4 separate regions of the Mus musculus genome follow, and regions 2, 3 and 4 are each linked to region 1. A link is a contact called in public HiChIP or PLAC-seq and promoter capture Hi-C data. All regions are on one chromosome and are shown on one strand. The core of a region is the stretch at or near the end of the contact, and the rest is flanking DNA. Distances in the headings are between cores, read along the strand shown. Region 1 holds the start of Spocd1 (SPOC domain-containing protein 1). Region 2 holds the start of Fam167b (family with sequence similarity 167, member B). Region 3 holds the start of Tmem234 (transmembrane protein 234). Region 4 holds the start of Kpna6 (karyopherin (importin) alpha 6).

Region 1 (7,932 bases), core at 2,867-5,366:
CCTGTGGACTGAGCCTTGGGACACAGAGCCTCTGGCTGGAAGCTCCCAGGGTCTGTTCTTTGGTTTTCTAGTTCGTGAGTTTGGCCACTATGAACACATCCGTCATCAAGTGCAGGAGCCTGGGACCATGCCAGTCCCACTCTCACCCCTGCTTGCTTCCTGTGGAGGTCGGATTAAGAACGATCCCCAGAGACTCATAGATGTGTGGCCTTGTTGGAGGAAGTATGGCACTTGGGTTAGGCTTTGAGGTTTCAAAAGCTCACACTCAGGCCCTGGCTCAGACCCAGGCTCAGTCTCTCTGTGTCTGTGTATCATGATGCAGCTCTCAGTTCCAGTGCAGTGCGTGCTGCAATGCTCCCTGCTGTGATGACAAGGATGATGGACTAGACCTCTGAAACCACGAGCAAGCCTTCAGTTGGGTTGCCTTGGTTATGACATCTCTTCACAGCAATACAATGTGTGCTAAGACACCTCTTTTTTGGGTGCGAATTTTGTCCTGTTTCCTGGAGGCCATCTGTTTGCTTCTTTCTTGTTCCGTTCTCTACCAAGCCTTTAGCTTGCTTCCATCTGTGGCCCCCATTTTTACACACTCCCTCAGTTCCTCTGATGGTCCAGCCTTCCAGCCCTGCCCAGCCACTTCTCCTACAGCCTCCGATAACTCATTGGAAACATAAAATTTATTTCTACTTCTGTAAGCCGGGCAGTGGTAGCGCTCACCTTAAATCCCAGCACTTGGGAGGCAGAGGCAGGCAGATCTCTCTGAGTTCTACTTTTAAATTTAAAAGAAATACAGCAAAAAAAAAAAAGCAAGATGTGTTTATGACAGGAGAGAGGGAAGTAGAAAGAGGGGGTTGTGGGGGAAGGAGAGAGAGAGAGGAAGAGAGAGAGAGAGAGGAAGAGAGAGAGAGAGAGAGGAAGAGAGAGAGACACACACATCACCTACAGTAGATACTGTATAAGCCTGAGGATCCTGGATGTTGCAGATGTACACTTACTGCTGATAGAGAGCAAATTGGCACAGCCCCTTGGGAGCATAGCTGGGTTTCAGGAGAGTAGAGCACTCCTCATTTCTCTGGCAGTTACCTATGGTGCCAGGGTCACCCTCCCTCAGCTCCCTCTAGTTTATGCAGCTAAGAGCATGTGCTGTTCATTCAGAGGACCTGAGTTCAATTCCCGGCACCCATGTCTGGTGGTTCCCACCTGCCCATAATTCCAGCTTCAGAGGATCTGGCGTTCTTATGGCTTCTGGAGGCACGCACACTCATACATACATTCACAGGTACACACACAAATACAGATACACAAACACACAGACACAGATACACAAACACAAACATACATATACACATGGTATGTGCACACACAGACACAAAGACACATATCTCAAAATAAAGCAAGAAAAAAAAAACCTTTTCTTTTAAGACAAGGTTTCCCTGTCCTAGAACTCATTCTATAGAACAGGCGGGCTTTGAACTCACAGAGATCCGCTTGCCTCTGCCTCTGGAGGGCTGGGGTCAGAGGTGTGGGCCAACACTGCCCAGCAGAAATAATGTGAATCTTAACAAAAGTAAAAGAGAAGAAAAAAAAGAAATTTAATCCCAGTACTGAGGAAGCAGAGGTAGGTAGGTAGGTCTTTGTGAGTTTAAGAACAGCCTGGTCTACACACTGAGTTTAGGACAATCAGAGCTGCATAGAGACACTCGTCTCAAAACAAACAAACAAACAAACAAACAAATTTTCTATCATATATATTAATTGTGGAACAAGGAAAATACAGAAAGCAAAGGCAGAATGTTAGGAGGAGCCGGCTGCATTGTTTTTCTGTTTGACGTTGTAGAACGCCACTTTGAAAAAGCCTTTGAAAATACTACCTCTCTCCATCTTAACACTCTTAAAATAGCAAGTTGGCCGTGGCCAAATCCGGAAAACACTCTACCCGTGGTGAAGGTTAATGTCACTGGGAGCTGTCACCTGCCCCAGTAGGACGTGACAGAAGACACTTCCCCTCAGTGGCACTCTGAAGAAGGCCGAATGCGGGAGGAAGCCATTAGAGAAACCCCAGCTGATAAGCACTGTGCAAGAGGAGTACGGTCCCCCTCAACAACTGTTCAAGGCTGTGAGAAACAAGGAGTGACAAGGACACCTTAGAACAGGAGATGGCAGAGCCAAGGACACTCCAGTGCCCAAGCTGGAGCCTGGGACCCAAAGGTCACAGGGGATTCAGAGCTTAGCAGACAGCCCTGTGGCCGGCTGCTGAGCTGTAGGGAGTGTTCCTTGATAACACACAGAGCAAATAAGCAGGAGAGCAGGCGAGGCATGCACGGAGATTCTAGAAATATATACATTTGCACCTTTATTTCTTCCCAAGCTGGAAATTACGCTGAAATAAATAAGCTTTTAAGACAAACATTATCCTTGAGTTCCATACTTTAAAAAAAAAAGTATTTTTCGAATGCTTCTTAAAAAGTGGTTTTGAAATATCTAAAGCAGGAATTTAGACACATAAATCCACAATAGTAATGTGAGATTTAAAAATACCCCACGGACATGGGGTATTTTTAACACATGACTGATATTTAAAAATACCCACTGAGGGCCTGGAGATGTGGCTCAATGGGCAGAGTGGTTACCCACCATGCCCGAAACCCTAGCTCCATCCCTAGCATGGCATAAACCACTGTGGTAGTCCACACCTGTGATCCCAGCACCCTGGAAGTGAGAAGATTAAGGCTCCCATTGGTTACTTACTGATTTCTAGGCCAGTCTGAGATTCATGAGGCCAAATCAAATCAAAATTCATAAGAGAGAGAAAGCAATTGACATATTAATTAGATGAAAGATATTTTCAAATATTGCTTCCATTCTCCCATTCCAGTGTGCCTTCCTGCTCTCTTGGGAAGAGGTGAGGTGGAAGTGGCTTCCCAGAATCCCTTGCAACTGGTATTTTATTTGTTGTATCTATTTAATTCGGGGCAGGGTCTTATACACCCAGGCTGGCCTCTGAATTCAAAGGCAGAGGGTGGTGCTGGGCAGACTTCACATTTTACTTTGCTTCTCTCTCTCTCTCTCTCTCTCTCTCTCTCTCTCTCTCTCTCTCTCTCTCTCTCTCTCTGTCTCTCTCTCTTTCCCTTCCTTCTCCCTCCTCCTCCTATTTATTTATTTATTTATTTATTTATTTATTTATTTATTTATTTGTCGTTTTTTTTTTGAGACAGGGTTTCTCTTGTATAGCCCTGGCTGTTCTGGAACTCACTTTGTAGACGAGGCTGGCCTGGAACTCAGAAATCCGCTTGCCTCTGCCTCCCGAGTGCTGGGATTAAAGGTATGGGCCACCATGCCCAATACATTCAATTTTTAAAAATTAAAAAATATTCAAAAACTAAAAACTGGGTGGAGGGGGGAAAGAATAGTAAATAAAGTCACCACATGTGGGATCAATAACTAATTAATCATAAATTATAATATATATAATCAACAACTAATTATACTATTAACAATAAATATAAATAATTAATAGATTAATGGATTATTAAGTGCCATATCACTTGGTTTTTAAATTTTAAGAGCCAAGTGATATGTGCATGGGAGTGTCACCCATAGCTATGAAATCAGGCAAACAAAATCGACCACAAAGAAAAACCCCAAAGTTCCACAGAGTAGAGGGTTGAGAAATGAGAGGAAGTTTAAACTTTTCTATTTCTTGACGTTCTATTCGACTAGAAGGCACATGTGTGTCTAGATATATTGTATGCCAGACAATATTAAAATATCTAATTAGGAAAAATAATCAGATTTGAGTTTAACAATCCCCAGGGGTTTCAGACACCTCCTCCACTCTGTTTACAATCTTAGGCAGCTTTCGGCATCCGGGGGGTCTGCGATTCCTTTGCCCACGCACCCCGCACCCCGCCCGGTCGCGTGGAGGCAGAATGATTGGCACCTCCTCCCAGAAGCCCTCGGCAGGGAGCGAGCGCCTCCTGCTGGACAAGAACGCCAGCACCCCTAGGGAGCCGTTGCTGGGCACCACCAGGTCCTGCCTCCCACCCCTTGGATCCAGGACCATCTTCTCCGCATCACGTGCTTCTTCCCTCAACCCCCCCCCCCGGCCCCCCAGGAGTAGAAGGAGAAGGAGCTGTAGCAGCTCAGATGTAAGCGGTTGGAGCTTTAGGTCGGAGGTCCTAGTGCGTTCAGGGACTGGCTTGATTCAGAGTCCTGTTTATAGGAGTGGGGTATAGATAGGGCTGAGATTTCTGCTCCGTGTGGAGCTGGCTTTTGCATTTCTGGGAGAATCTCCTCTTTTCTGCTCTCTGTGTGCTTTTGGGCAGTCTCTGAACCAGCTAGGGTGAAGCGAGATACCTCATTTCACAGTGTCACTGATAAGTAGTGACTTTTACCCTTTTTCATTTAAGCAGAAAGCTTAAAGGGTAAAAAAGCTCTTGGGAAGCTCAGAGGAGTGGCCCTATCTGGATAGCTTCCCTTCTGCAGACTAGTGCGAGGAGTGGGGGTCGGGGGAGGGAGCATGTCTAGGAGGTGAGTTGGCAAGCCGGGGAGGACTACCCAGTCAGGCTTTCCCTGAGACCTCCCTCTTTTCCACATAGGCCTGTTGACAAGTTTTTAGCCAGGGCTGGTGGACAGAGGACATTGTCTAGGTTCCAGGACTCTCTGTGTGACTTCTTGGCTACTGGAAGCTCCAGAAGTCTTTGTGGTACATCACTGGACTTCCCAGATAGAGTACTGGTCTGTACAGAGGGGCCAGCAGGAATGGAAGAGGCCAGCAGCCCCAGCTTTAGACAAGCCACCACTGTCGAAGGAATGGTTTCCCCAGAGGATCCTACACTCAGCAAAGAGGGGCTCAGTGCAAAGGGCCCGCCCCCATCTCCAGTCCTGCCCCCTTTCCGAAGGAAATGCAGGAAGTGTGGAATCTGTCCCCAGGAGGAGGAAAAGTCAGGTTTTTCCCTGAGGTTTGGTCAAAGACCAGATGGGGACCCTCCCGAGTGTGCTTCTCCAGAGGCCTTTGCAGGTCCCCCAAGGCTTCTTTCTTCTAAGGACACTGAGCCTGGAGAGCCAGGTGGAAGTTGGGTGGAATGTGCTGTAGAAACCGAGGTTGAAAACATGCTCTTTTCTAAGGATGGGGTTGCGCCAGACAGCCTTGATCACCTTTTTGAATTCCCAGGGCTCTTTGGAGGCGAGCCCCTTAGTCTGGTCACCCAGGAGCCTCTTCAGAGTCCAGCACTGTACCCAGAGGTGCTGACTGAGGATTCTACAGATCAGCAGGAAGTACAGCCCGCGTTTGTGGTTGGCAGCCCTGGCACTCCACCTGACCCGGTGGGGCCAGAGGACAAGGCCCAGTCAGGGTCCAGGATGGAGCTGGAACAAGGACTTTCTGCCCCAGCCAATTCCTGTGCTAGCTCCCCAGAGCCCTTGGGTGGGCTCGATGGTGCACCCCTAGAGCAGAGAAGACCTACACATGTGAAGAAGCGGCCTTGGACAAGTCCAGATGACTCAAGCCAGGATCACGCAGAGGGAGCCAGTAAAAAGGATTTTCCCAGACTGGTAAGTTGAAGCTGATAGTTTAGGGTAGGATGGCTGGGTGTGGCACTTAACAGAAGTAAACTCCAGTGTCTCTTATTGAGCGTCTTCTCTCGGACTTGTTCTGTTTGGTTTGTTGGGGACTGAACCCAGGGCCTCACACACGCTAAACAGACACTCTATGACTAAACCGCATCCCCCAAGCCCCTTTTATTTTGATATGGGGTTCTCACTAAGTTGCCTAGGCTGGCTTTGAACTCACTGTAGCCTACAGTAGCTTTGAACTTTTGACTCTAGTGCTTCAGGTTCTCAGTCTCTGGGATTACAGGTGTGTGGCTTACTAAGCCCAGCTTCCCAGATTCTATACATTGAAATTCTAGAGTCAGGAAAGGAAAAAAATAAACGACATTACTGAGTTCCTGTGAGGGCCCATTATCTGTTAGAGGCAGCAAGTCCTGGGTTCAAATCCTGCTCTAGCCTACTTCCTGGAGGAATTGCCTCCCACTATTCTTTAATAACTTTTCTCTCATTCAATAAGATTAATAATATATATAATAAGCTGGGTAAGATGGCAAATGCCTTTGATTCCAGCATTCTGGAGGCAGAAGCAGGTCAAAGGTAGGTCTCTATGCATTTGCGGTCACCCTGGTCTACAAAGTGAGTTCCAGGCCAACCAGGACTACCTGGTGAGACCCTGTCTGAAATAAAAAGGATATACACACCCCTCTTTAATGGGATAATGAGATAGGACATAAAATAAAGTGTCTAGCTCAAGATGGGAGGTAAGTCACTCCACTTCCATTATGTTTGCTTTTTTTTTTTTTTTTTTTGGTTTTTCGAGACAGGGTTTCTCTGTATAGCCCTGGCTGTCCTGGAACTCACTTTGTAGACCAGGCTGGCCTCGAACTCAGAAATCCGCCTGCCTCTGCCACCTGAGTGATGTTTGCTTTTTTTATAGTGTTAGTAATAGTCCCTCAAGACAAGAATTAGCCCACTTTACCAGATGGGGAAACTGAGGCTCGGGGGAATTAACAGACCTCTCCAAGTTCACACAGGGATGGAGTCGGGGCTTCCATCCTTCCGTGTTCTCTCTTGTCACTGTTTCTCTCTGCATTCGTTGTCTGTTTAATTATGATATGAATTTTGTTAATAACCATATCTAATGTCTACAAGCCAGGGGTGGAAGATAGTACTTATTTTTCCCATATAACCGATTGCTTTTATATTTATTGAACGTGTATTATGTGCTAGATGCTTTTGATATAATTATATGAAGCAAAGAAAAGGAAGTGACAGTGGGAACCAAACCCAGGAAGTTTGTCTTGTGTGCTTGCGCATTCAATGTCATCGGCTAAGCTTGTTCAACATGCCAGGTGCTGAGTGTGTTATCTGAGATCTTTGTACAACTTCTGAGGTAAACACTGATGATATATACCCATTGCACTGATTTGGTCACAGAGGCTCCAAGAGATAAAATGACCAGTCAGGGTCAAAGAGCTCATTAGTAACACTGAGACAGGAGGCAATGAGCTGCCTATGTGTTTATCCTTGTTTGTAGGATAATTTTATCCCAACTCTGTGATATTATTCTTGCAAGCATCTATATTTTGGCTTTTGTCGAGATGGTAGGTCAAGGTCCAGGCTATTCTCAAACTTCCAATGTAGCCAAGTCTGGTCTGAATTTCTGACCCTCGACCCTTCAACTCCTGCATGGTGAGATTGCAAGCATGTGTCACTACACCTGACTCAAAACACTTGCTCTGCTTCGTTGTTGTTTATTATTCACTTTGCCTGTGTGTCTGTGTAGGAGTGTATGCCCGTGAGTGCAGGAGTCGGTGTAAGCCAGAAGGGGGCGCTGCATCCTGGAGCTGGAGTCACAGGTGGTTGTGAACTTTGAAGTGGGTGCTGGGAACCGAACTTGGGTTCTCTGGAAGAGCAAAAAACATGCTTAGTCTTTGAGCCATCTCTCCAGTCCCCCAACTAGTCATCTTTCATTTCAAAAGAATTTTAATTTGTCTTAGAAAATAAAGAGGAGCCAGGGGTGGTGGCGCACGCCTTTAATCCCGGCACTCTGGAGGTAGAGGCAGGCAGATCTCTGGTGAGTTCGAGGCCAGCCTGGTCTACAGAGTGAATTCCAGGATATCCAGGGTTACACATCTCAATAAACAAACAAAATAAACAAATAAACAAAAAAAAAAAACCCAAACCAAAACAACAACAAGAAAGCCGCTAAGGAGGATGAGCTGCAAACCCTGCACTCGGCAGCCCCCAGCACGACCTGAGTTCAGAACAGGCCTATCACGAATCTTTTTCCTACACTCATCTCGTCTTACCCCAAACTGGCATAATTGTATCCTATTTTATTTTGCCTTCTGATATTTAAAATATGTCCCAGTTAGGCTG
Region 2 (7,932 bases), core at 3,520-6,019, 350 kb before region 1:
AGGAAGGCTGTGTGTGATGGCATAGGTCCATATTCCCAGCGTTCTGGAGGTGAAGACAGGAATGGCTACATACAGAGTTCCAGACCAGCCTAGACCCCTCAAGTCCAATCATCATCATCATCGTCGTCGTCGTCATCAACCAATGAGAGGATTTTTTTTTAACGCAGGGACTCACCGTGTTGCCCTGACTGTTATGGAATTTGCTATGTTGCCTTGAACTCACAGAGATTCACTTGCCTCTTCCTCCCCTTGAAGGTCACTAAACATGGTGGGGAAGGCTGTTTGATGGAGCACTCCTCCTACCCTCCAAGATACTCCTGGGTAAGAGAAGAGAGCCTTTGCCCCCGTGAGCAGAACACAGCAGCTACAGTTTAGCTCACAGGGAAGGAAATGGCGCTGCACTCAACTCCAGCCGTGCTATGTAAGAACTGGGTGGCCTTTAATTTAGCCGGACAGCCAAAGGCATCTCTTGTTCAGAGTTGAACCTGGACAGCATCTATCTCTGTTAGATAGTTGGTGACAAGGTTATATGTACTATAGTAAAAACAGCAGCCACATTCACTGGCAGAGCCGTATCCATGTCATCCTGTGCCTAAGGATCGACTGTTGACAGTCTGTTTCAGGAGGAAGACAAGAAAACCTCATGTCTTAAGGCCCTAGTGACAGGCTGGGGCATGGTGGCATAAGGCTTTAATCCCAGCATTCCGGAGGCAGAGGCTGGCAGATCTCTGCAAGTTTCAGGCCAGACTAACTTATGCAGTAAGTTCCAGGACAGCCAGAGCTACATAAAGAGACCCTGTTTCGATAGATAGATAGATAGATAGATAGATAGATAGATAGATAGATAGATAGATAGATGATAGGTAGATGGATAGATAGGTAGATACACACATACATACATACATACACACATACACACATACATACATACACACATACATACATACACACATATATGCATACAGAGATACATAGATACATAGATGATAGAGATAGATACATAGATACATAGATAGATACATAGATACATAGGTAGATAGATACATACAAACATAGATACATACAGAGATACATAGATAGATACATAGATGATAGAGACAGATAGAAGATAGATAGATAGATAGATAGATAGATCGATAGATAGATAGATAGTAGATATAGATAGATAGTAGATAGATAATAGATAGATAGATAGATAGATAGATAGATAGATAGATAGATAGATAGATAGAATAACAGGCAGGGGACAGGACAGCACAGCAGAATGGTAATTCAAGTAGAGGCAAGGCCACACCCCTAATGGAGCGCATAGCCATAACCACGAGTTGCCTCCGGTAGAGGACCGAGCAAGCATACTGCACAGGTATCTGTGGCGGGCAGAGACATTCTGACATCAGCAGGAGTTTAAGAACTCCACAACAAGCTGCCAGCAGGCAAAAATGAGGATTGTGTCCCTCACAGGCAGAGGGCCAGGCCACCAGTGATGTGAGGAACCCCAAATGGCCCCTATCAGGGCCAAGAATGGGTCCTGACCTCACTGGAAAGAAAGTGTAAATGTGTCACCTCTTGAGCTACGCTGAGTGAGCAGGCAGGGGGAGGGGAGCCCACAGAGCATTGTTGGGGTTTGTGAGGTAGGAGCTGAAGCTGTGTGCACCTCAGCTGCAGAGGGAAGGGGGAACAGGAAATGGCGGGGGGGGGGGGGGGGAGGAAGTCTGAGTTGGAAAGTCAGACAAAGAGAGAAACACAGAAACAAAGGCTGAGAGTCACACAGAAGGAAAAAAAAAAAAACAACCCAACCCTGAGAATGACAGAGCCGGCAGATGTGTCTCCAGACCTGATATACCGCCCTGCTGTCCTCACTTAGAAACCTTAGCATTTTACAGCTCACCTCAGCTTCAGCACCCGCCTGGGGGGCACGGTGCTGACAAGCAGTGCATGAATTCTAAAGTGTGTGTTCTAAAGTAATGCATATCTAGCTGCCCGTGGAGCAAGAATTAGCAACTAGCTGGGTTTTTTTCTTTTTTCTTTTTTTTTTTTCATTTATTTATTTATTTATTTATTTATTTATTTATTTATTTATTTATTTATTTATTTATTATATGTAAGTACACTGTAGCTGTCCTCAGACACTCCAGAAGAGGGAGTCAGATCTCGTTACGAGATGGTTGTGAGCCACCATGTGGTTGCTGGGATTTGAACTCCTGACCTTCGGAAGAGCAGTCGGGTGCTCTTACCCACTGAGCCATCTCACCAGGCCCTGGGTTTTTTTCTTAATTTGTTTGTTTGCTTATTTTTGGATTTTTGGAGACAGGGTCTCTTTCTAGGTGGTCCTTACTGACCTAGAACTCGCTCTGTAGAGCAGACTGGCGTCAAGATCATAGAGATCTGTCTCATAGTGGCCTGATTTTCCCACTATGTGTCTAATAGAGTTAAATAGGGGAAGCCGGGCAGAGTGGTGCACACCTTTAACCCCAGCACTCCGGAGGCAAGTGAATCTCTGTGAGTTCAAGGCCAGTATGGGCTTCAGGACAGTCGGAGCTACCTAGTGAGACCCTGCATCAGGGAAAAAGAGAAAAAGAAAAGAAAAAAAAGAAAAACAGAAAAAGAAAAAAATAAATAAATAGCAGAGATGACACAGAACTACCACTTTCTGCTTTCTCCAAGTCTTCAATTTACCTAGACCACCTGTCATGAGAATGGCAGAAGATTTTAAGTTTGGGGGCTGGAGAAAAAAAGCCCGTTGCTGCTCACAGAGGACCTGAGTTCCGTAGGCAGCATCCACAACAGGCAGCTTACAACAGCTTGTGCCTCCAGCTCAGCTAATCCTTTTCTGGCCTCTCTGGTCACACACACAATCAAAAAACACAATGAATCTTCATCTTCATTTAAATTTTTCTCACTTTTGAATTTGATAAAGTTAGAGAAATAGATCGGGAGCTGTTGGGGACACCTGGTGCCATCTTGTCTCCTGTTGTGGAATCCCTAAAGTCCCAGTGACACAGGATGAATATACAACAACATTTATTTAGGCTCTGTGACAGTCTACAGAAACCTTGATGGGATTCAATGCATTTTTTATTAAGACATTTGGGGCCCGAGTTTCCTCTCCTCCTCCCCTCCATCCTGTGCTCTCTAAATTCAGCTTTTGGAAACCTAAGTGTGCCCACCTTCCCCAGCAGGTAGCCAGAGCCTCCGGGGTCCCTCTTCCTTCCTTCTTTCTCCCCAGATACTGCAAGAGACACCCAAGTCTGCTGTCAGCAGAGGGTGAAGCGTCTGGCACTGATGTTCATGCGCGTGAGTCCCAGATGCCGCAGCGGTGGGGCCAGAGGCAAGCCAGTCCCAGACTCTAACTCCATCTCCAGCTCAGCCTCATCCAGAAGCTCCTGGTGCAGGTGACAGACTTGGTCCACTTTCAGTCTGTGCAGCCGGGCCCGCAGCCTGAGCAGCTGCCCTGCCAGCTGCCGGTCCTGAGCCCGCATCTCCTGCTGTGACCAAAAGGGGGCGTAAATTTGCTAGATTAGCCTCCGGGCTCACCAGCCCAGCCGCCGGTCCATTTCTGGGAATACTCTTTGCATAGTCCAGCTCGCAATCCCCTTCTCACCTAACTTCATCCGCCTCGGTCTCGCAGATCTTTTTCCGGATGGGTGATTCTCAAGCCAAGCCAAGGAACCGTTAGTATGCAAATATAGACGTCTGGTACGCCATCACAAATTAACTGTGATGACCCGTTGAGCTGAACTGGACATCCTTATGTTTGCACATGGTGGGCTGACAGCTAATATTCAACTCTGCCCTCCTCAGATTATAACTGACAGCAGGGTCGGTTTCTGCTTTTTACTTGACTGTCTCTTCTCTTTAGGGCAGTGGTTCTCAGCCTTCCTAATGCTGGGACCCGTTAATACAGCTCATTTCCTCATGCTGTGATGACTCCCAAGCATAAAATTATTTTCATTGCTACTTTGTAACCGTAATCTTGCCACTGCTACGACTTTTAAATAATTTTAAATATAAATATCTGATATACTGGATATCTGATATGCAACCTGTCTAAAAGTGCTTTTGGATGCCCAAAGGGGTCGAGACCCACAGATTGAGAACCTGTGCTCTACGGTCTACTTCTCCAGATTTGGCTCTGCAAATAAGATAGCGAGCAACTGAATTCCTGGTTCCGTTGTCCTAGGGCACAGCACTGAGGAACTACTGTGGACATTGGTTTGTTCTCATCTCCTTCCAACCTCACAGATTTGGGCCTTTAGAGGGACTGGCTCAAAGACCCCATGCAAGTCCATCTAACCCACCAGACTCACCAGCTCCCGTCTGAGCCACTCAAGCGCAGAATCCATGGAGTCAAAGCCACAGATGGCCCCGGGTCCGACTGGCTCAGGTCTAGCTTGGGCTCTGTACCAAGCCCGGCTCTGGACTCTGGCAGTCCACTCGAGGTATGAGGGCCGTCGGGTCTGCAGTTGAAGCTTGGCAGTCAGGGCCTTCAGAGAATCTAAGCTCTCTTCCTCATCCTCCTCACCCTTCTCTCCCACTGCCTGGAATTTCAGCGGCCCTAGGGACATGGTAGGTCTGTGGTGACCAACGGGACAGTAAGGGAAAGGCTGGCTATTTGGCCGTGTGAGAAGTGAAAGAAGATGAGGTTGAAAAGAATGTGCCAAGAGTGTGTGCTGAATTGAGAAGGTGGGTGAGGGACGCTAAGTGTGCCAGGCTGAGTGAGCAGATGGGTATGTGAGGCTAAGTGTGCAAGAGATGGAATTTTCCTGGTTTGCTAACTAGGGGCCACGTGATGCCCATCCGGGTGGGGGCAGGAGGAGCCCTTCAGATGAATTTTATTGTCTTTGCCCAGATTCAGGTTCCTGGTTCCCAGAAAGGAAGTTGCAGCAGGATAAGAAAAGCATCGTCCACAGCCGGCTTGGCCCTCCTCCCAAGACCCAAGTCAGAGGAGTCAAGGGGAAGAGACAGCTGACTGGCTGGTGCTCTTTCCTCTTTACAGAGCTAGCCCTTCTGCAAGGCAATAGGGTCCAGCTGCCTAGCCTGGGAGTCAGGAGCCCTGGGCCCTGGTGCTACTTTGAGGGGACTTTAGGTAGCTCAGTCACTTCTTGAGCCTCTGTTGTGACAGGTCGGTGACACCAAGTCTTACTCCAACGGCCCTTAGGTTCTGTTGGCAATCACTGAAAAAGCTCTGACTGAAGGAGTTCATCTCATCTCTAATGATGGCCGGCCTAGAACAATGTGCAGGCTTACTATGTAGACCTATGTAGACCAGGATAAGCTTCAACAGAAATTTGCCTCTGCCTCTTTCTCTTCCTCTCTCCTCTTTTCTTTTCTGTTTTCTTTTTTTGAGAGAAGGTTTCTCTTTGTAGCTTTGGCTGGCTTGGAACTTGCTCTGTGGGCCAAGCTGGCTTCAAACTCACAGAGATCCGCCTGCCTCTGCTTCCTGAGTGCTGAGATTAAAGGTGTGTGCCACCACCACCCAGATGTTTCTCAGGTGTCTCTAAACCTCTGTATTGCTCTCAGCAACAAGAGCAGGGCTGGGATTCCGCTCAGTAGTAAAACCTTTCCTAGTGTGCTCAAGGGTTAGGGTTTGCACCAGCAATTAGGGAGAGAGTGGAGGGGTAGGGAAAGAGAGAGAGAGAGAGAGAGAGAGGGAGAGAGAGAGAGAGGAAGAAGGAGAAGAGCGGGGGGGGGGGATAGGGGACTTTCAGGATAGCATTTGAAATGTAAATGAAGAAAATATCTAATAAAAAATTGAAAGCCAGGCGTGGTGGCACACGCCTTTAGTCCCAGCACTAAAGGAGGCTGAGGCAGGTGGATTTCTGAGTTCAAGGCCAGCCTGGTCTACAAAGTGAGTTCCAGGACAGCCAGGGCTATGCAGAGAAATCCTGTCTTAAAAAAAAAAAAAGAAAAGAAAGAAGGAGAAGAGGAGGAAGAGGAGAAGGGGGAGGAGGGAGAGGAGGGAGAGGGGGAGGGGGAGGGGGAGGAGGAGAGAAGGAGAAGAGAAATAGAGCCAGCAGAGGAGCAGTGGCAGCCCAAGTGGAGTTTGCATTCTCTCCAGTGCTCCTTGACTCACAGGGGAGACAAAAAGCAACCAACCCAAAACCTAACGGGACCCAAGTGTGGTGACACAGCTGAAGTTTCTTCCAGGCAAACTTAAAGTCAGCCTGGAATACAGGAGACCATGACTCAAAAACAAAACAAACCAAGGAAGAGGAGGAGGGGGAGAAAGAGGAAAGGGAAGAAGAGAAGGAAGGGGAGGAAGCAGAGGAGGAGACAAAAACAGAAACGTACACATCTAAATATGTAGTTTGGTAAATTCTCCTGAATAGCCAATGAAACAGCACTAAGGTCAAATAGTGCTTCTCCATAAGGGGGTGCGGCCTGGATTGCCTCCTCTGCGGGATAGCAGTCTTTTGTTTCCAAGTGTGTGTGTGTGTGTGTATGTGTGTGTGTGTGTGTGTGTGTGTGTGTGTGTGTGTGTGTGTGTGTGTGTGTGTGCACGCGCGCTTGAGATCACAATTCTTTTCTCTTTTTAGGCAGAGTCTCACCCTGAGCTGACCCGGAACTTATCCTGTAGCACAAACTGGCTTCAACTTCACCCACCCCGCCTAGCACCACTTTCTACTTCCTGTCTTCCTCCCACCTACGGCAATGCAGGGGCAAACCCAGGGCAGAGCATGCTCAGAAGGGTCTTACTGACTGGCTCCCCCAGCCCTACTCTCTGTTCTGGCAGCATAAGCGAACTTTGCCGTTTTGTATATTTTCCAGTGTTCCTCCATCTCTGGCATGTGTTCAGAGTCACCTGGAAAGCCTGCTAAAACAGATGGCTTCCCCTGCCACCAGTTTCAGATTCGGTATGAGTCTATGAGGCGGACACTAATCTGCATGTCTGTCAAATCCCCATCTTGGGGGCTGGTGAGATGGCTCATCAGGTAAGAGCACCCGACTGCTCTTCTGAAGGTCCTGAGTTCAAATCCCGACAACCACATGGTGGCTCACAACCATCTGTAACGAGATCTGACTCCCTCTTCTGGTGTGTCTGAAGACAGCTACAGTGTACTTACATATAATAAAAAATAAATAAATCTTAAAAAAAAAAATCCCATCTTGAAGGTTTCCCTAGTCTGGAATTTCATAGCCTGTTCTCTTTTTGGGTTTGCTTTTAGACAGGGTCTCCCTGTGCAGCCAAGGCTGCCTCAAGCTCTCCAAGCCTCCTCAGGGTCGGACATGCAGGCGAGAGGCACAAAACCCAGCTACAGAGTGTTCTGTTTCATGCTTGGCTGCTCTCAGAGAGCAGCTTCAGATTTATACCTGCCGAGCTGAGCCATCTTCCCAGCCCCCCCCATCACTCTTACTCTCTTCCCGCCCTCCATCGAGTCCTCTCCCACCCTGACATGTCCTATATAGGAGTAGGACTTGATTCTGCTACATAAGACCCTATTGTGTATATTTACCACATTTCCTTCATCTGTTTGTCTCTTGATGATGAACCTCTAGGATGGATCCATACCTTGACCAAGTGCAGCAATAAACATATACAGTATATACAGTGTGGATGTGACCGCTCTAAGGAGAGGTTGAGGGAAGGTTCTTACTGAAATACAAGGGAAAGGACACCCAGAGGCATCTGAAAAAGTCCAGAGCAGGGAAAGAAACACGGCCAGCAGAGTGGACCAGGCCATGGGGTGGTGGTGAGGGAGACAGGAGGTCCAAGAGAGGAAGACAAAAGACAACAAGACAGCACACAGCTGGAGAAATCTGAGATGCGGTGGGTGAGTGTGAGGAGAGCCAGGATGCCAGCGTGGACTCTGTAAGAGGTATTCTCTGTGCTAAGGGAGCCTAGAGGCTAGCATGCATTTTGGTGTGCTAATAGGCACCGAAGTTAGCCATCTCTTTAGGACCTGACAATTGTGCATCAGAAGGGATGGAAGT
Region 3 (7,932 bases), core at 3,091-5,590, 330 kb before region 1:
TCTTCTGATTTGCTCATGTACACGCAGACAAGACATCCATATACATAAAATATACAAATCTTAAAATAACTTAATTCTAATTAATAAAAACTTAGTTGGTGGTTTTTGCTTTTATTTTATACATATATTTTTTGGATTTTCAGGGAGGGTTTCTCTGTGTAGATCTTCCTGCCTTGGCCTCTCTAGTGCTGGGATGAGGTGTGTGCCGTTACCCAGCTTGTCCTAGCTCCTGGACACTACTTGCTTTCATCCCTGCTCTTTGTTGCCCAGGTAAGCTCCAGCTCAAGGGACATTCACCTTGAGAAAGGCAACTCATCTCCACTCCAGGACGTCCACTGCCCCTTCTGGCCTTCCTTGAACATGGCTTTTTATCTTTTTACCATGGCCTCTTTCCCCCAGTTAAGTTCCTTGCTGTTCTGTTTGTTGATTCTTACTCTCTAGACTGGAGACCATCTGTGAACTTATCTCTAGTTCTCTAGAATACATTTGCCTAGACAGGGACTTTTGCTAAGAAAGTGAGTGGCCCAGGCTTACCTGTTTCACAGTCCCAGAGACGACAGCTGTTGTCAGCTGAGCCAGTAAGGACATGCTTGGTGTCCCCTGGGGAAGGTGTTAAGAAACATGACTAGGGCTGGAGAGACGCTCAGTGGTTAGAGCACTGGCTGCTCTTCTAGGGGACTTGGGTTAGAATCCCAGCCCCTACATGGTGGTTCCCAACTCCAGTTCCAGGGGGATCCAATGGCCACTTGTGGCTTCCAAAGGCACTAGGCACACCTACACATACCAGGCAAATCACTCCTAGACACAGAATGACTAGGGCTGGGGAGACAGTCCAATGGGTAAAATGGTCTGTGTGCAAATCTGAGGACCTCAGTCCAGATCGCCGACACCCACATAGAGACTCTGGTGTGGCTGTAATTCCAGTGTTGAGAGATGAAGACAGGAAATTCAGTGACTGGCTGGCCAAGTCTAGCCAATCAGGGAGCTACAGACTCAGTGAAAAGTTGTTTTGTTTTTGTCTCAAAGAACAAGTTGTAGGGGGCTGGAGAGATGGCTCAGGGGTTAAGAGCAAGGACTGTTCTTCCAAAGGTCCTGAGTTCAAATCCCAGCAACCACATGGTGGCTCACAACCATCCGAAATGAGATCAGATGCCCTCTTCTGGGGTGTCTGAAGACAGCAACAGTGTACTTACAGATAATAAATAAAAATAAAAAACAAAAAAACAACAACAAGTTAGAACCAGGCGGTGTTGATGTATGTCTTTGATCCTACGCTTGGGAAGCAGAGACAGGTGGATCTCTTTTTTTTTTTTTTTTTTTTTGGTGTGTGTGGGGGGGTGGGTGTTGGTTTTTCAAGACAGGGTTTCTCTGTATAGCCCTGGCTGTTCTGGAACTTACTTTGTAGACCAGGCTGGCCTCGAACTCAGAAATCTGCCTGCCTCTGCCTCCCGAGTGCTGGGATCAAAGGCATGCGTCACCACGCCCAGCCAGGTGGATCTCTTAAGGCCTACCTGGTCTGCAGAGAGTTCCAAGACAGCCAACGCTACCATAGTGAGACAATGTCTTGAAAACCAAAAAACAGGGGCTGGAGAGATGGCTCAGTAGTTAAGAGCACTGACTGTTCTTCCAGAGGTCCTGAGTTCAAATCCTAGCAACCACATGGTGGCTCACAACCATCTGTAATGGGATCTGATGTCCTCTTCTGGTGTGTCTGAAGATAGTTACTGTGTACTCACACATATAAAATAAATAAACCTTAAAAAAATTTAAAAAGAAAAAAAAAGAAAACCAAAAACCAAACCAAAAACCCCTAAACAAACAAACAAACAAACAAACAAAGCTGGAGAGATGGCTCAGTCGTTAGAGCAATGGCTGCTCTTCCAGAAGACCCAGTTAGGTTCCTAGCACCCACATAGTAGCTCGCAACCATTTATAACTCCTGTCCTAAGGGATCTGCGGCCTTCTGTCATTTAAAGGAAAATGGCTAGCAAAGTACACACAAGGTACACAGACACATATGCAGCAAAACACCCATACAAATAAAACCAATCTTTAAGCTGGGCAGTAGTGGCGCATGCCTCTAATCCCAGCACTCAGGAGGCAGAGACCAGCCTGGTCTACAGAGTGACAGTCCAGGACAGCCAGGGCTATAAAGAGAAACCCTGTCTTGAAAAACAAACAAAAAAAAAAAAAAAAAAAAAACCCAAAAACCAAAAAACACCAAAACCAAAACCCCTAATCTTTAGGGAAAAGAAAAATGATAAAAAAGATTAAAAAAAAAAAAAAAGGTTGAAGAACAACTTAAGACCTGATGCCTCCATTTGTCCCTACTCCTGTGCACACAGATTCACCACGCACATATATACAAATAAGAATACATAGTCCACCTAGTCCATATCTTCTTGGAAGCCATCAGAGCATCTCCCAGGTCAGTCCCAAAGAGACTTTCTCACTTTTACCTCAGAGTGCCCTGACCTCTGAATTCCCAAACTTGAACCTGTCCTAGTTTCCCACAGGATGAAGTAGCTGGGAGTAGGGAGTGTTATTCTCTAGACCGCCACAACATGCCAAAGCCAGTATCTCCAAGGCTGGCTAACCCATGGCCAAAAGGATACAGTCAGCATCCACGCACCACACAGCTCCAGTGTGGCCCATGTAGGTGCCTAGCCTCTCCCCATTGACAGAGTACCACACGTTGACGATCTGGAAAGAGTAAAATGATAGGATGGTCACATCCCAAAATAATCAATAGCTTAGCTTGCACTACAAACCCTCTGCAGGCTCTAGCCAAGCCAGGTTTGCCTTCTGCTCATTTACCAGTGAAGAGCTGATAGGACCGCCCAGCTCCTGGGTTCTCCTCCTTTCCTAACATAAGCTGTAGAAGAGCCAGGCCTCCAATAGCATCCTCATGTGCTTTTGTCTGGAGTCAGAAGAGGTAAAGGCCAACCTGAGTTGCAGTGTGAAAAAAAACCTTTCGGGTCCTGTTCAATTGACTCCGGATGACAGTAAGGATGTATGGGCTCCACTGCTTTGTCACTAGCTCACTGTGTGATCTTAAATACAGAGCTCCCTTCCTTTAAATGGCTAGGAGAGCTGAAGAGAAGGCTCAGAGCTTAAAGAGCACTGGCTGCTCCTCCAGATGACTTGGGTTTGATTCCCAACACCCACATGATGGCTTACAACAATCTGTATCTGCAGTTCCAGGAGATTTGATATCCTCTTCTGGCCTTCACAGGCACCAGGCACTCACATGCTATGTAGACATACAATGCAGCAAAGCACCCATACACATAAAATAAACAAAATCATTACACACACATACATTAAAAAAAAAAAATGACTGGGAGGGGCTGTGTGTGGTAGCACACACTTGTATTCCCAAGACCAGGAGGCTGAGGCAGGAGGATGGAGAGGTGTGCTGGCCACCATGGACAGATACCCCACTCTTGTCAACAGCTTTCTTCAAAGGGCAGCTGTGAAGCTCCAATGAAACCATGTCTATGAAACTTAAAATAAGTGACTTACATGCATCGGGTACAGTGCAAAACGATTTACAGAAATGACCTCACTCTGCTGAGGGAGCTAATTAAAGTCTCCATGTTTTATTAAAAGGGAAAACTGTGGTTTATAGAAAAGGTAAATGTCATGTTCAAAGTCACACTGCTTAGTAGGAGCAGGAGTTAGGGCTCAGATCTCAAGCTCCGACTTAACTCTCCACTGTTAACTATCAGTTTATTGCCTCCAATGCAAATGCCTCAAAAGACAATCCCCAAAGGAAACAAAGTGGGATTGAACAGACCACTTGATTCTGTCCTGTCCTGTCCCTGGGCTCCCTTCCAGTCTCCTGATTCTCTTCTCCCTGGCTAGGTACCCTTCCCTTCCAGATTTCCCTGGCGGAATGCTGTCGCCAACCTACCGCGGTATGGGGTTGGTTTTCCCTACTTATCAGAAAAATTTCCCTCCCGCAGGCAGTAAACCTTGTCCACCCGCAGTCCGGGCGGCGCGAACTCGCCCCCTCCGGGCCCCCCGCCCCGGACCCCCGGCCGCCCGCCCTCACGCAGTCGCTCACAGGGTCTTTGGCCACGGTGAAGAGAAGGTCTCCTTCGCGGTTATACTTGATCTGCGTGATGGACCGCTCATGGCCCTGCAGCAGGATGGGTTTCTGTGGGGACAGAACCGGGGTGTCAGTGCCGGGAACCCCGTCCCATGCCTACTGAGGCCCCCCGACGGCAGCACGCCGCGCCTGGAACTCACCATCCTGGCGGTGACGCGAGGAGAGAGGCAATGTGAGTGGGACCGGAAAAAGACTAGGGACGACTTCCGGATGCGGGGGCTCCGCCCTCTCGCTCCCGGAAGTAGAAGGGCCTGGCGTTTTCATGGCGGCGTCCTGGGGTGGGTAGCCGGGCCCCCCACCTCCGCGGGCTCCGACTCTGGCTCGGGAGCTCTGTTCTCAGTCTCCTGGCATCCCCGAGCCTCAGGAATGCTGAGCCACGCACCCTGGTCTCACTTCGGCCGCCCTCTGGGCGGGTCCTCCCGACCGATCACAGCCCGGCGGGAAGAGGGAGGGAGGGAGATGGAGCCGGGCAGCAGGGTGCAGGAGGCCGGAGGAGGACCCGGGTGACTTTCTGACCCTTTGCTTTCAGGGCAGGTGCTTGCTCTGGTGCTGGTGGCCGCACTGTGGGGTGGCACGCAGCCGCTGCTGAAGCGAGCCTCCTCCGGCCTGGAGCAAGTGCGTGAGCGGACGTGGGCCTGGCAGCTGTTGCAGGAGATAAAGGCTCTCTTCGGGAATACTGAGGTGCGTCTAGCTCTCACGGACGAGCCCCTGAAAATTTCACCATAGGTCGGCCGTATTCCCAGCCCATCTCTTACTCACTAGAAGTTCCTGGAAGAGTCATTTATCCTCTGTGAGTCTGTTTCGTCAAAAAAATGGAAAATTTAATGATAACCCTTGTATAGGGCTGATATAAGAACTCAAGTAAGACACATAAAACACTTAGCATTGGGCCTAGTACAGGGTACATGTTCAATCAATGACTATTTTTGCTTATTGTTTGTTTTTGGAGACAGGGTTTCTCTGTGTATCCCTGGCTACCCTGAACTCACTAGCCTCGAATTCAGAGATCAGCCTGCATCTGACTCCTGAGTGCTGGGATTAAAGGCGCCACCACTGCCAGGCTCCAGGACTACTCTTAAGGTCATCATCACCAAGTTGAGCTTTCTTTCGGCTCAACTTGCCCTGGGGTAGAACATAAGGAAAGCTATCGAGAACTGCCCATGGCTGCCTATGTAAGCTAGCTAGATATGCCCTACTCTGAGGGTTAGGGGGAAGGAGAGAGGTACTATATTTATAGTACTGTGTGAATTCTGTACAGAGAGATGAAGCTGGAGGACATGGAGTGGGCTACTTAGAAGGGGTAACACTGTCACTCAAGGCCTTATACCAGCAGGGACGATGGGAACTGGCCATGACGAGGGAGAGGGCATTTAAGGCAATAGAGTACATTGAATGCGTTTCTCTGTTTGCTCTAAGGGGTCTTCAAACACATGAGCGGTCCCTGAGCATTTGTAACCATGCCAACCCCCGTGGGAAGGTGCAAGCCAGAACAGGGACTCTCGAACTGGGTAACAACTGGCAAGGGGTCTGACACCAGATATCCTGCATATCAGATACTTACGTGACAGTCCATAACTGTAGTAAAATTACAGTTGTGAAGTGGCAATGAAAATAATTTTATGGTTGGGGGGTCCCCACAACATGAGGAACTGGATTAAAGGGTCGCAGCATTAGGAAGGTTGAGAACTGGGAAAGCCGTTGCACACGCAGGCAGCCCCTGACAGGTCTCTCCTCTTTCTAGTACCTGATGCCCTTTCTCCTCAATCAGAGTGGATCCCTTCTCTACTACTTGACTTTGGCATCAACAGGTGGGTCTCTGGCTCGGGTCTTCTCTGGGGTGGACGCCATATTTTACGAAGGGAACCTGAAAGACCTTGCACCTGTCAATGAGGCAGAGCACCGGTTTCTGGTCCTTCTGTGGGTCACAGGGCCAGTGAGGCGAGTCAGTGTGCAGCGGCGGCGGCAGCAGGAGGCTCATTGTGGTCTCCTAAGTGGTGATGTCCTTTATCATCTGGGAGGAGGGGGTTTTCCTGATACGTTTGCTGTGTGTTTGATGGTTGTTTTCATTTTCTATTAGAATTTATTTTGTGTGTGCACATGTGTCACAGTGTGTGTTTGGTCAGAGGACAGGTTTTAGGAGTAGGTTCTCCTTGTGTCTTGTAGATTCTAGTAAGGAGCTGGGACCATCAGTCCTGATGGCGAATGCCTCTCCCCACTGAGCGGCTGGGCTGGCCGGACTGCCTTGTTTGTTGTTTTTGGGAGAGTCTCACTATCTAACTGGGACTGGCTTCCAAGTTCTCAGCCTCATGCCCAAGTGCTAGGGCTGTAGGTGTTCCCCAAGCAGCCATGTAAGTGACACGCTGATGGTTTGATCCCTGTATCCTCCCTGCCTGGCCTGGAGTAAGTCCTTTATTTGAGTTTTGACTTTATATAGTGGGATTCATAGCGTTATGGAGATTAATTCAGTCTATGGGAAGAATGTAGCCAAGTCCCTGACAATATCAGAGAGGCTCAATCAATATCAGTATCCTTTCTCCAAGTGTTTGTTGACTGTTCCTATTAATCAGACTATATGTTTTATTTATATTATGACCTTCTGAAACAGACATGCTTATATTCATGGAGATGATGGGCAGTTTATTATGCTTGCCTTTGTAAATGTATTTTTTATCTGCCTGATGTAATTGTCACTTGGAGACTCACTGCTGAGTAAGCTCGCCCTTTCTAGTTCTTTCTGAACTCTGGCTGGCTGGTTCAATCCCCTGCAACCACATGGTGGCTCACAACCATCTGTAATGGGATCTGATGTGCTCTCCTGGTATGCAGGCAGAATACTCATACATAAATAAGCTTAAAACAAACAAACAAACAAACAAACAAAACCTTTCCCGGTATAACTGCGCTCTTCCTCTCTCCCTTCCCTCCCCCTCCCCCTCTCCCTCTCCCTCCCTCCCTCTCTCTTTCCTCCCCCCCACCCCCCAGCTGCTCATACCTGTAACCCCAGGACTCAGAGGTTAAGGGCGAAGGCAGGAAGAGAGCCACAAGGTCATGGACGTTCTGGGATATGTAATGTGTCCTGGAACACTTAGTTCTAGGCCAGGCTGTCTCAAGAAATTTAACAAGTGTTAGGGATCAAATTTAGGGTGTTCATTAAAAGTGGAGCAGTCAGGCGTTGTGGTCATACCTGTAATCCTAGTACTCAGGAGCTCACGGTCAGCGGAGGTCAGCCTCAGCTACAAGGAGTGTGAGGGCAGCCAGTGGGTGTGACTCGCCATGTGGGTGTGAGAAACAAACCCAGCAAGTGCTCGTAATCTCTGCACCATCTCTCTGGATTCTCATGATTTTTAAATATTTATTACGTGTGTATGTGTGTGAGTGTGTTAATGTACCTGTGCCTGTTGAGATCATAAAACAGCATTTGGCCCTTCATGTGGCTCCTATAGACCAAAGTCAGGTTGGCAGTAGACATCCTTACCCACTGAGGCATCTTACCCATCCCTTGGCCAGCCTCTCTCTAAACAGAAACCTTAAGCCTTTGAGTATATGACTTTGTTCAGTCGCTGTTTCCCTTATAACAGTGGTAAGTGCTGTGGAAATGCATCACAATGCACAGAGTGCCCAGCGAGTGCTAACCCTGGGAGCTGAGTGGTATGCTCGAACACTCATTCTGCTGTGCCTAGAGTGCCTGTCTGTCCTCTGGCCTTGAAATCTCCATTCTCTTTGAGGGTAAAGACCTCATTCTTGTATTGTTTTGAGGTTAGTTCTCTCTGTGCAGTCTTGGCTGTCCTAAGATCAGGCTGGCCTCAGATTCACAAAGA
Region 4 (7,932 bases), core at 3,463-5,962, 260 kb before region 1:
TCCCAGCAACCACATGGTGGCTCACAACCATCTGTAATGAGATCTGATGCCCTCTTCTGAAGTGTCTGCAGACAGCTACAGTGTACTTACATATAATAAATAAATAAATCTAAAACAAACAAACAAACAAACAAAACAAAACCTCTAAAACGTTTTTATTTGTATACGTCTGTACCTATACGTGCATGTGTGTGTGATCACAGATGCCTGCAGATGTAATGTAGTTACAGGCTGCTGTAACTGCTTGATGTGGGCGCTGGGAACTGAACTTAGATCCTGTACAGTAATAAATGCTCTTAACTACTGAGCCTTCTCTCTCTTTTTTTTAAACCTAGTTTGTTTGTTTGTTTGTTTTTAATTAATTTATTTATTATATGTAAGTACACTGTAGCTGTCTTCAGATGCACCTGAAGAGGGGGCATCAGATTACGGGTGGTTGTGAGCCACCATGTGGTTGCTGGGATTTGAACTCAGGACCTTCGGAAGAGCAGCCAGGTGCTCTTACCCACTGAGCCATCTCACCAGCCCCGTCTCTCTCTCTTTTTTTAAAGCTTTATTTATTTATTATATGTTAGTACACTGTAGCTGTCTTCAGACACTCTATAAGAGGGCATCAAATTTCATTAGGGATGGGTGTGAGCCACCATGTGGTTGCTGGGATTTGAACTCGGGACCTTCGGAAGAGCAGTCAGCACTCAGTTAAGCCCCTGAGCCTTCTCTTTAGTCCCAAAAATGTTGTAGTTTTTCAGCCAAGTGTGGTGGAGCCTGCCTGTAATTCTAGCTCAGAGGAAGCTGAGGTAGAAAGTTCCAGGTCACTGGTGCTATAGAGTAAGGTCCTGCTTCTAAAAAGCCCAAGACATCTGGGGGGGGGGGGAGGGAGAGGGAGAGGGAGAGGGAGAGAGAGAGAGAAGAAAAATGATATTTTTTCTGACTTTTTCAGCTGGAGAGATAGTTCAGTGCTTATAGCATTTGCAAAGCAGCTAGTTCAGTTCCCAACAACTATCTCAGCTCCAATTCCAGAGGATCTGATACCTTCTTCAGGCTTCCGTGGACAGCAAGCACACATGTGCTACATAGACATATATCCAAGCATTCTTACATGTACATAAAACAAATAAACCTTGTAGCTGTTGCAGAGATGGCTTAGTGGTTTAGAATAACTCTGAAAAAGACCTGGGTTTACTTCCAAATACTTACATTGCTGCTTAGAACTATCCAGACTTCAGGTCTGGGGGATCTGGAGTCCCCTGCTGGCCTCTGCAGGCATCAGCCACACAGTGTGCACACATGTACACACAGGCAAAACACTCAGTTTTTAAAAAAGGCTTCTTGTTTCTTTTTCAAGACAGCGTTTCTCTTTGTAGTCTTAGCTGTCCAGAATGAAACTCACTCTGTAGACCAGGCTGGCCTTGAACTCAGAGATCCACCTGCCTGTGCCTCTGAGTCCTGGGATTAAAGGTGTCAGACACCCTAGGTCTGCAGTTACAGTTGTGAATCAAACCCCAGTTTAAAGAGCAACTGGTGTCTTAACCACTAAGCATATCTCCAGTTCAATTTATTAAGTGTATGGAGGCAGAGGCAGGCAGATTTCTGAGTTCGAGGCCAGCCTGGTCTACAGCGTGAGTTTCAGGACAGCCAGGGCTACACAGAGAAACCCTGTCTAAAAAAAAACAACAAGAACAACAACAACAAACCACACTAAGAGCTTCTTCAGCTACACGTTCTCTAGACAAGTTCCGGCTTTATAATCCTATGCATTTCATCATAACCGCAATGTACTCTTCACAGAAAAGTTGTTATATGGTACATGACTATTCAAGACCATTCTATGATTTTGCCTGGGTTCAATACCCAGACAACTAAAAAACAACAACAAGAAAACAAAAGGGCTAGAGAGATGGCTCAGTGGTTAAGAGCACCAACTGCTCTTCCAGAGGTCCTGAGTTCAATTCCCAGCAACCACATGGGGGCTCACAACCATCTGTAATAGGATCTGATGCCCTCTTCTGGTGTGTCTGAAGACAGCTACAGTGTACTCATATATACACATAAAATAAAACTTTATAAATAATAAATAAATAACTCTTCCAGAAGCTCCAGAACCTTCAGATCTAGATCTAAGTAGCCTAAAATCAACATTGCCTAGGACAATGGATTACAACAAGGACTGGTTTGAAGTTTCACTAACCAAGACTCCCTGGATTTGGAGAGATAGTGGAAATTTTGTTAAGACAGCCAGTACCCACTAGAATTCATCAGGTCGAGGTCTTTGCTAGAGATGGTCAAGAATAGTTGCATCACCCGGGCAGTGGTGGCACACACCTTTAATCCCAGCACTTGGGAGGCAGAGGCAGGTGGATTTCTGAGTTCGAGGCTAGCCTGGTCTACAGAGTGAGTTCCAGGACAGCCAGGGCTACACAGAAACCCTGTCTCGAAAAACCAAAAAAAAAAAAAGTTGCATGGCCAACACAGGCAAACAGTATAAAGGATAGGTCCTGGAAGGGAACACAGGAGAGGCAGTGACATACACGGGCCTCTGGGAGGGAAGGCTGGCTCTATTATAACCAGTACCCAACGGGCCTAGATTGCTAGCCTTGCACTAGTTACCTATCTTCTCAAAGCATCAATTTACTGTTGCTAAAGGGATTCCTCAAACTACCGAGGACTACACACTGTGATTAAATATATCCTTATATTAGACTGGTCACTGAAGTTAGCTGAAAAGTCACCTACCTCTACATACTAAAAATTCTTTCATGTCTCATTCTTGCACTGAAGAACTTTTTTGTTTGCTTGTTTTGGTTTTTTGACACAGGGTTTCTCTGTGTTGCCCTGGCTGTCCTGGAACTCACTCTGTAGACCAGGCTGGCCTCAAACTCAGAAATCCGCCTGCCTCTGCTCCCCAAGTGCTGGGATTAAAGGCGTGCGCCACCACCCATCTAATGCCTTAAATCTTAGAGGCTGCTGTGAAGTAAAATGTGAAAGAATGTCGTTCCTGGCTGACTCTCATCAGCTATGTTAGCTCCTTCAAGCCTGTTTCTCAATCTCTAAAAAAACGTCTCACAGACGATGCCTTTCCCTCTAGGGCTCCAGTTACCTCCCAGAATCAATCTATACTTTCCAGAGGATCTGGAAGTGTAGAGTGCTTTAGGGAAAAGAACCGCTCGCTGTATTCAGGGTGGGAAGAATGCTGTTACATTGTTTGCAGAGTTCTTGCTAGGTTACACATACTCCCTTCCTAGAGATGTGAAGGCTCAGAAATGGAGGAACGTAGGGCTTGTTGCAGTGTGTTAGACGCCTTCTCTATGCACAGTTTTGTTTGAAAACTGGATGAGAGGTGGGAAGTGGCAGGCCAGATCTGATTCTGAAATCACTGGCAGAGAAAGTCTTTTCTGTTTCCTCAGAATTAGAGATTATAGCAAACTTTAGAAATGCACTACTCTTTACAATAGGCGGAGGTCAGCAATTCACTCTAAACTTTTCCACTTTCATTCAGACTAAAGATTTCAAACTGGACCCATATCAAAACACAACTTCCCAACTTTACGCAGGGTTAAAACTGTCCCCCCTCTCTCTCATCCCACCACTAGAGGGCCAGCCCATAAAAGGCACCAGTTAATTCCTAGGGCTCTGGAGTGATCACCCTGGTTTAATCACCGCGTGACCTTGGATAAGTTACTTTACCACTCTAAGCCTCAGTTTCCCCATCTGCAAAACAGGAATAACAGCAGCACCTATCCCACTAGATTGCAATTAGGTTAAACAAGACACGTTAAGCACTGACAATAACGTCTGCACGTACAGATTGGCAAATTTAAAGTTTTTCACTTTACTGATGCCAACAAATTACCAATACTGGTTTCACTTCTGAATTCGAAGACCATCATCGTATTCTTTTGAGCAACGGCTTTCGTATCCGGAATGCTCTTTAAAAAAGATCAACAGGTCTCTCTTTTTCTCCTAACCAGAGTTGGCCCAGAAACAGTAAGTCCCTGACCTGTCTGTGCCAAGAAGTCTTGGCTTTGGTCTCTCTACCACTGCGAAGGCTGTCACTGAGTCTAGCCGAACCACCCCATTCCTGCGCCGACTGGGACATTTTCCTGGCCTTCAAAGGCCCAAGCTCTGCTGGACCCGGCCGGCCCTTGGTTACCGGGCCGGAGCTGGCCTGCCCTGGGTCTCCTCTCCAGAGGACTCTACCCTCTACGTAGGCAGCTAGGACTTCACTTGGTTCAGAAGCCCGGCGTCCAAAAGCCCGAGGAAGCAGGCTCTCCGCGGCCAGGCCTGCTGCTGGAGCCCGGAGCCCGGCCCCCGGATCCACGGCAGGCGCAGGGCGAGAGGGCAGGGCTCTGCTTACCCCGGGAAGCGCGAGCTCTGACCCGAGGCCACCACGTGGGGACAGCCCAGGACGCTAGCAGTGCGGAACAAGCCCCCAGGGCTGCTCCCCGTGCGGGCGGCCCTACGCCAGCCCTAAACTGGCCCGAGGGGCGCTCCCGATCTGCCTTCTCCTCCCATGCCTCTCTGGATGCTTCCGACATCTGCTTCGGACGAGAGACAGGCCCTCGCCAGACCCCGCTCCCCGACACCTCGGCCCGAACACCCATCTCCTGAGCCGCTTCACTCACCCATCGCGGCTCCGCTCGCTCGGACTTGGCGGCGGCCGCAGCGGTAGCTTCAGCGGTAGCCTCGGCAGACAATATGGCGGACCTGCAGGACGGCGGCCTGACGGGGACAAACGTTTTATACCGTGCTAAAACGCGTTCTTAACCCTCACGCCCCCTTCCCTCCAAGGGATATCAGGATAGGGGCGGGCTTAAAGAGAACGCAGCCACTAAAGATGGCAATTAGGGATGGAATAGACAGCCGAGGCTGGAGGGAGACTAGAAGGAATATGTACAAAACAAAGTGTGTCAAACTCTCTGCCTCTGCTTCTGTCTCCCAAGTGCTGGAATTAAAGGCGTGCGCCACCACCGCCCGGTTGCCACAAGCACTTTAAACCACTGGGCCATCTCTCTGGTCCTTGCTGTCTGTGGTTTTAAAGGCAGAAGGGGCAGAACGATTGGACCTGGAGATCCAATCTCTTTCTGTTTTTATTTCTTCTTTATGGCGAGACCTTCTTTCCCAAAAATTCTTCATAATTAAGCCTGTATAGACCCTGAACTAAATAATTATTTTGAGAGAGGAAGTGATTCGTTCAAGGCTCCGGAGATAAGGAAAAGGAGTGGAGATTAAGCTGGGGTTTGAATATTGTTTTTGTTCATTTGAGACAGGATCTTTACTATGTATCTCTGGCTGGCCTGGACCTTTATAAATCAGAAAGACTTCAAACTCACAGCGATCCACCTATCTGCCTCCCAAGTGCTGAGGTAAAAGGCTCCCAGACCAGTTGTTTGTTTACGGGAGGCAGGGTTTCAGATATCCTAGACTTGAACTCTAGATTCTCCTTCTTCCACCTCCCCTCTGCTGAGGTTACAGGTGTGCGCTATCACACTAGAGGGAGTTTGTTTCTCCAGCAAAAGGGTGTGGTGGGGTAGGGGCAGAGCCCAGTAACCTTTTAATGACAGGGTCAGTTCTATATTGCTGACTAGTATGACCACCACCTTCCAGTGTCTGACTTATAGCTATTGAATGAATAAATGAACAAATAAACAAGCAAACAAATAAATAACAGGTCAATGAGCTCCCTTTTTTAGTGATGAGGACCTTGAAGCACGTGCCTTTTGAATCAAGGAATTTGGGGCTGATGCTTATTAACCTCCTTATTTTGCATGATAGCATTCCAGTCTTCCACATCAACACACAGAGCCGGGGTTACGTCCAATCTTGCCAATTCTAACCAAATGCCTGGCCGATAAAGTGAAACAACTCAAAAGTCAAATTCTATGACTTGAGGAAAAGGAATACTGTTATCACAATAATCAACCTCCTTATCTCACTTATCTCCAAAATCGTTCTGCCCCATCTGTCTTTAAAACCAGAGACAGCGGGGCTGGTGAGATGGCTCAGGGGGTAAGAGCACTAACTACTCTTCAAGAGGTCCTGAGTTCAAATCCCAGCAACCACATGGTGGCTCACAACCATCCGTAGTAACATATGATGCTCTCTTCTGGTGTCTAAAGCTACAATGTACTTACATATAATAAATAAATTCTTAAAAAACAAACAAACCACAGAAAGGACCAGAGATGGCCCAATAGTTGAAAGTGCTTGTGGCAGCCGGGCAGAGCAGAGGCAGGCGGATTTCTGAGTTCAAGGCCAGCCTGGTCTACAGAGTGAGTTCCAGGACAGCCAGGGCTACACAGAGAAACCTTGTCTCGAAAAAACAAAACAAAAACAAAACCAACCCTCCCCCCAAGAAACAACAAAAAACAACAAAAAGAAAAAGAAGAAAAGAGAAAGTGCCTTGGAATCCCTGGTGTACAGAGATCTCCAACTTCTGAAATTGCATGCTATCTTTGCTCATGTGCTATTAACCAAATGTACTACACACACAAAATAAATAAGCAAACAAACTAGCATTTCTCATCAGAAATGAGATCTGGGGCTGGTGAGATGGCTCAGTGGGTAAGAGCACCCAACTGCTCTTCCAAAGGTCTGGAGTTCAAATCCTAGCAACCACATGGTGGCTCAAAACCATCTGTAACGAGATCTGACTCCCTCTTCTGGTGTGTCTGAAGACAGCTACACTGTACTTACATATAATAAATAAATAAATCTTTAAAAAAAAAGAAGTGAGATCTGATGCCCTCTTCTGGTGTGTCTGAAGACAGCTAAACTTACATATAATAACTTACATATAATAAATAACACAAGGCCCTGGATTTAGTCCTGAGCTCTGGAAAGGAAACAAATATGAAAAAGACCAATACAAAAATCAACAGAAAGGTAACTAAATACATTGTATCGCTCTTCTTGTAGCAATTTCCCACTGCCTGCTCTCAGGAATTTTCTTCACTTTCAAGGGTCAGAAGCTGGCTCCTGACACACTGGAGTTAAGCAACCCTTTGGTGCTTCACTCTCACTCGGGTGGCTTTCCTCCTCATGCCCGCCTAGTGACCCCAGCAACCATAACTGTCATCTCGGAAGCACCGAGAGTTCCAACACGGTCCCTATTGTGCTTTTTTTAAAGAAATAAAAATGTAAAAATTACCTTTTTGGGGCTGGCTCAGCGATTCAGAGCACCTGCTGCTCTTTCAGAGGACCAGGTTTGATTCCCAACAGATGGGAATCACAAACCATTTGCAATTCCAATCTCAGCAGGTTCAATACCCTCTTTTAACTTCCAAGGGCACCAGGCACACATATGGAGCATATACATATATAGGCAAAGCACTCATACACATAAAATAAATCTAAAGGTATGTAAAGTTACATTTATTTAATATATGTGTGTATAGAGAAGCTAAAGGACAACTTATAGCAGTCAGGTCTTCCCTTCTACCGTGTTGGTCCCAAGGATGGAACTTGGGTTGTCGGGATTGGTACAAAGAGCCTTGACCCTCTGACCCATCTTGCCAGCATTCCCTCCCCAGTGTAGCAATATCCTGGCCTGTCACCATCATCTGGGACAGGGCGGGGTGGCAGTGACTACATGCTGGGAGAATCAAGTCATATTCTTCTAGGACAACAGTGTTACCACCTTTTAGAGGATTTAAAAAATTTTTTTTGTTGTTTTTGGTTTTTTCGAGACAGGGATTCTCTGTGTAGCCCTGGCTATCCTGGAACTCACTCTGTAGACCAGACTGGCCTCAAACTCAGAAATCCATCTGCCTCCGCCTCCCAAGTGCTGGGATTAAAGGTGTGCGCCACCACTGCCCGGCGAGGATTTTTTTAAAATTTATAATATATAATATATAAGTACACTGTAGCTGTCTTCAGACACACCAGAAGAGGGCGTCAAATCTCATTTCCGATGGTTGTGAGCCACCATGTGGT

Evidence for each region. Promoter capture Hi-C pulls out the DNA fragments that hold promoters and counts their contacts. HiChIP or PLAC-seq counts read pairs in DNA pulled down with a chosen protein or histone mark. Capture Hi-C pulls out chosen DNA fragments and counts their contacts.
Region 2: a contact with region 1 is called in a promoter capture Hi-C map of pre-B cells, with 2.8 times the contacts expected there. The contact joins the promoter of Fam167b here to the promoter of Spocd1 in region 1. A contact is called at or near these places in 4 of 39 promoter capture datasets (fetal liver, hematopoietic stem and progenitor cells, liver and 1 more) and 1 of 484 Hi-C or Micro-C datasets (uterus).
Region 3: a contact with region 1 is called in an H3K4me3 HiChIP or PLAC-seq map of pro-B cells, with 4 times the contacts expected there. The contact joins the promoter of Tmem234 here to the promoter of Spocd1 in region 1. A contact is called at or near these places in 1 of 39 promoter capture datasets (neural stem cells), 1 of 484 Hi-C or Micro-C datasets (CD8 T cells) and 2 of 115 datasets of contacts at active chromatin or transcription factors (pancreatic cancer cells and pro-B cells).
Region 4: a contact with region 1 is called in a promoter capture Hi-C map of adipose tissue. The contact joins the promoter of Kpna6 here to the promoter of Spocd1 in region 1. A contact is called at or near these places in 7 of 39 promoter capture datasets (the C10 cell line, cranial neural crest, embryonic stem cells and 3 more), 3 of 484 Hi-C or Micro-C datasets (bone marrow-derived macrophages, cerebral cortex and embryonic stem cells), 19 of 115 datasets of contacts at active chromatin or transcription factors (the 230-238 cell line, CD4 T cells, T-cell acute lymphoblastic leukemia and 11 more) and 4 of 9 other capture datasets (adipose tissue, embryonic stem cells, liver and 1 more).

Annotation. Positions count from the first base shown.
Region 1 is chr4:129,924,651-129,932,582 of GRCm38.p6, forward strand. It overlaps Spocd1 (SPOC domain-containing protein 1), which reads left to right and starts at 4,117. Exons shown (of 15, transcript XM_017320505.1): 1 at 4,117-4,148; 2 at 4,599-5,553. The coding sequence starts at 4,147.
Region 2 is chr4:129,573,811-129,581,742 of GRCm38.p6, forward strand. Fam167b (family with sequence similarity 167, member B) reads right to left here and starts at 4,770. Exons shown (of 2, transcript NM_182783.2): 1 at 4,308-4,770; 2 at 3,005-3,485. The coding sequence starts at 4,565. The coding sequence ends at 3,255.
Region 3 is chr4:129,596,340-129,604,271 of GRCm38.p6, forward strand. It overlaps Tmem234 (transmembrane protein 234), which reads left to right and starts at 4,341. Exons shown (of 5, transcript NM_029748.3): 1 at 4,341-4,392; 2 at 4,644-4,795; 3 at 5,856-5,922. The coding sequence starts at 4,377. Eif3i (eukaryotic translation initiation factor 3, subunit I) reads right to left here and starts at 4,309. Exons shown (of 11, transcript NM_018799.2): 1 at 4,255-4,309; 2 at 4,070-4,162; 3 at 2,616-2,703; 4 at 535-600. The coding sequence starts at 4,257.
Region 4 is chr4:129,668,055-129,675,986 of GRCm38.p6, forward strand. It overlaps Kpna6 (karyopherin (importin) alpha 6), which reads right to left and starts at 4,713. Exons shown (of 14, transcript NM_008468.4): 1 at 4,623-4,713. The coding sequence starts at 4,626.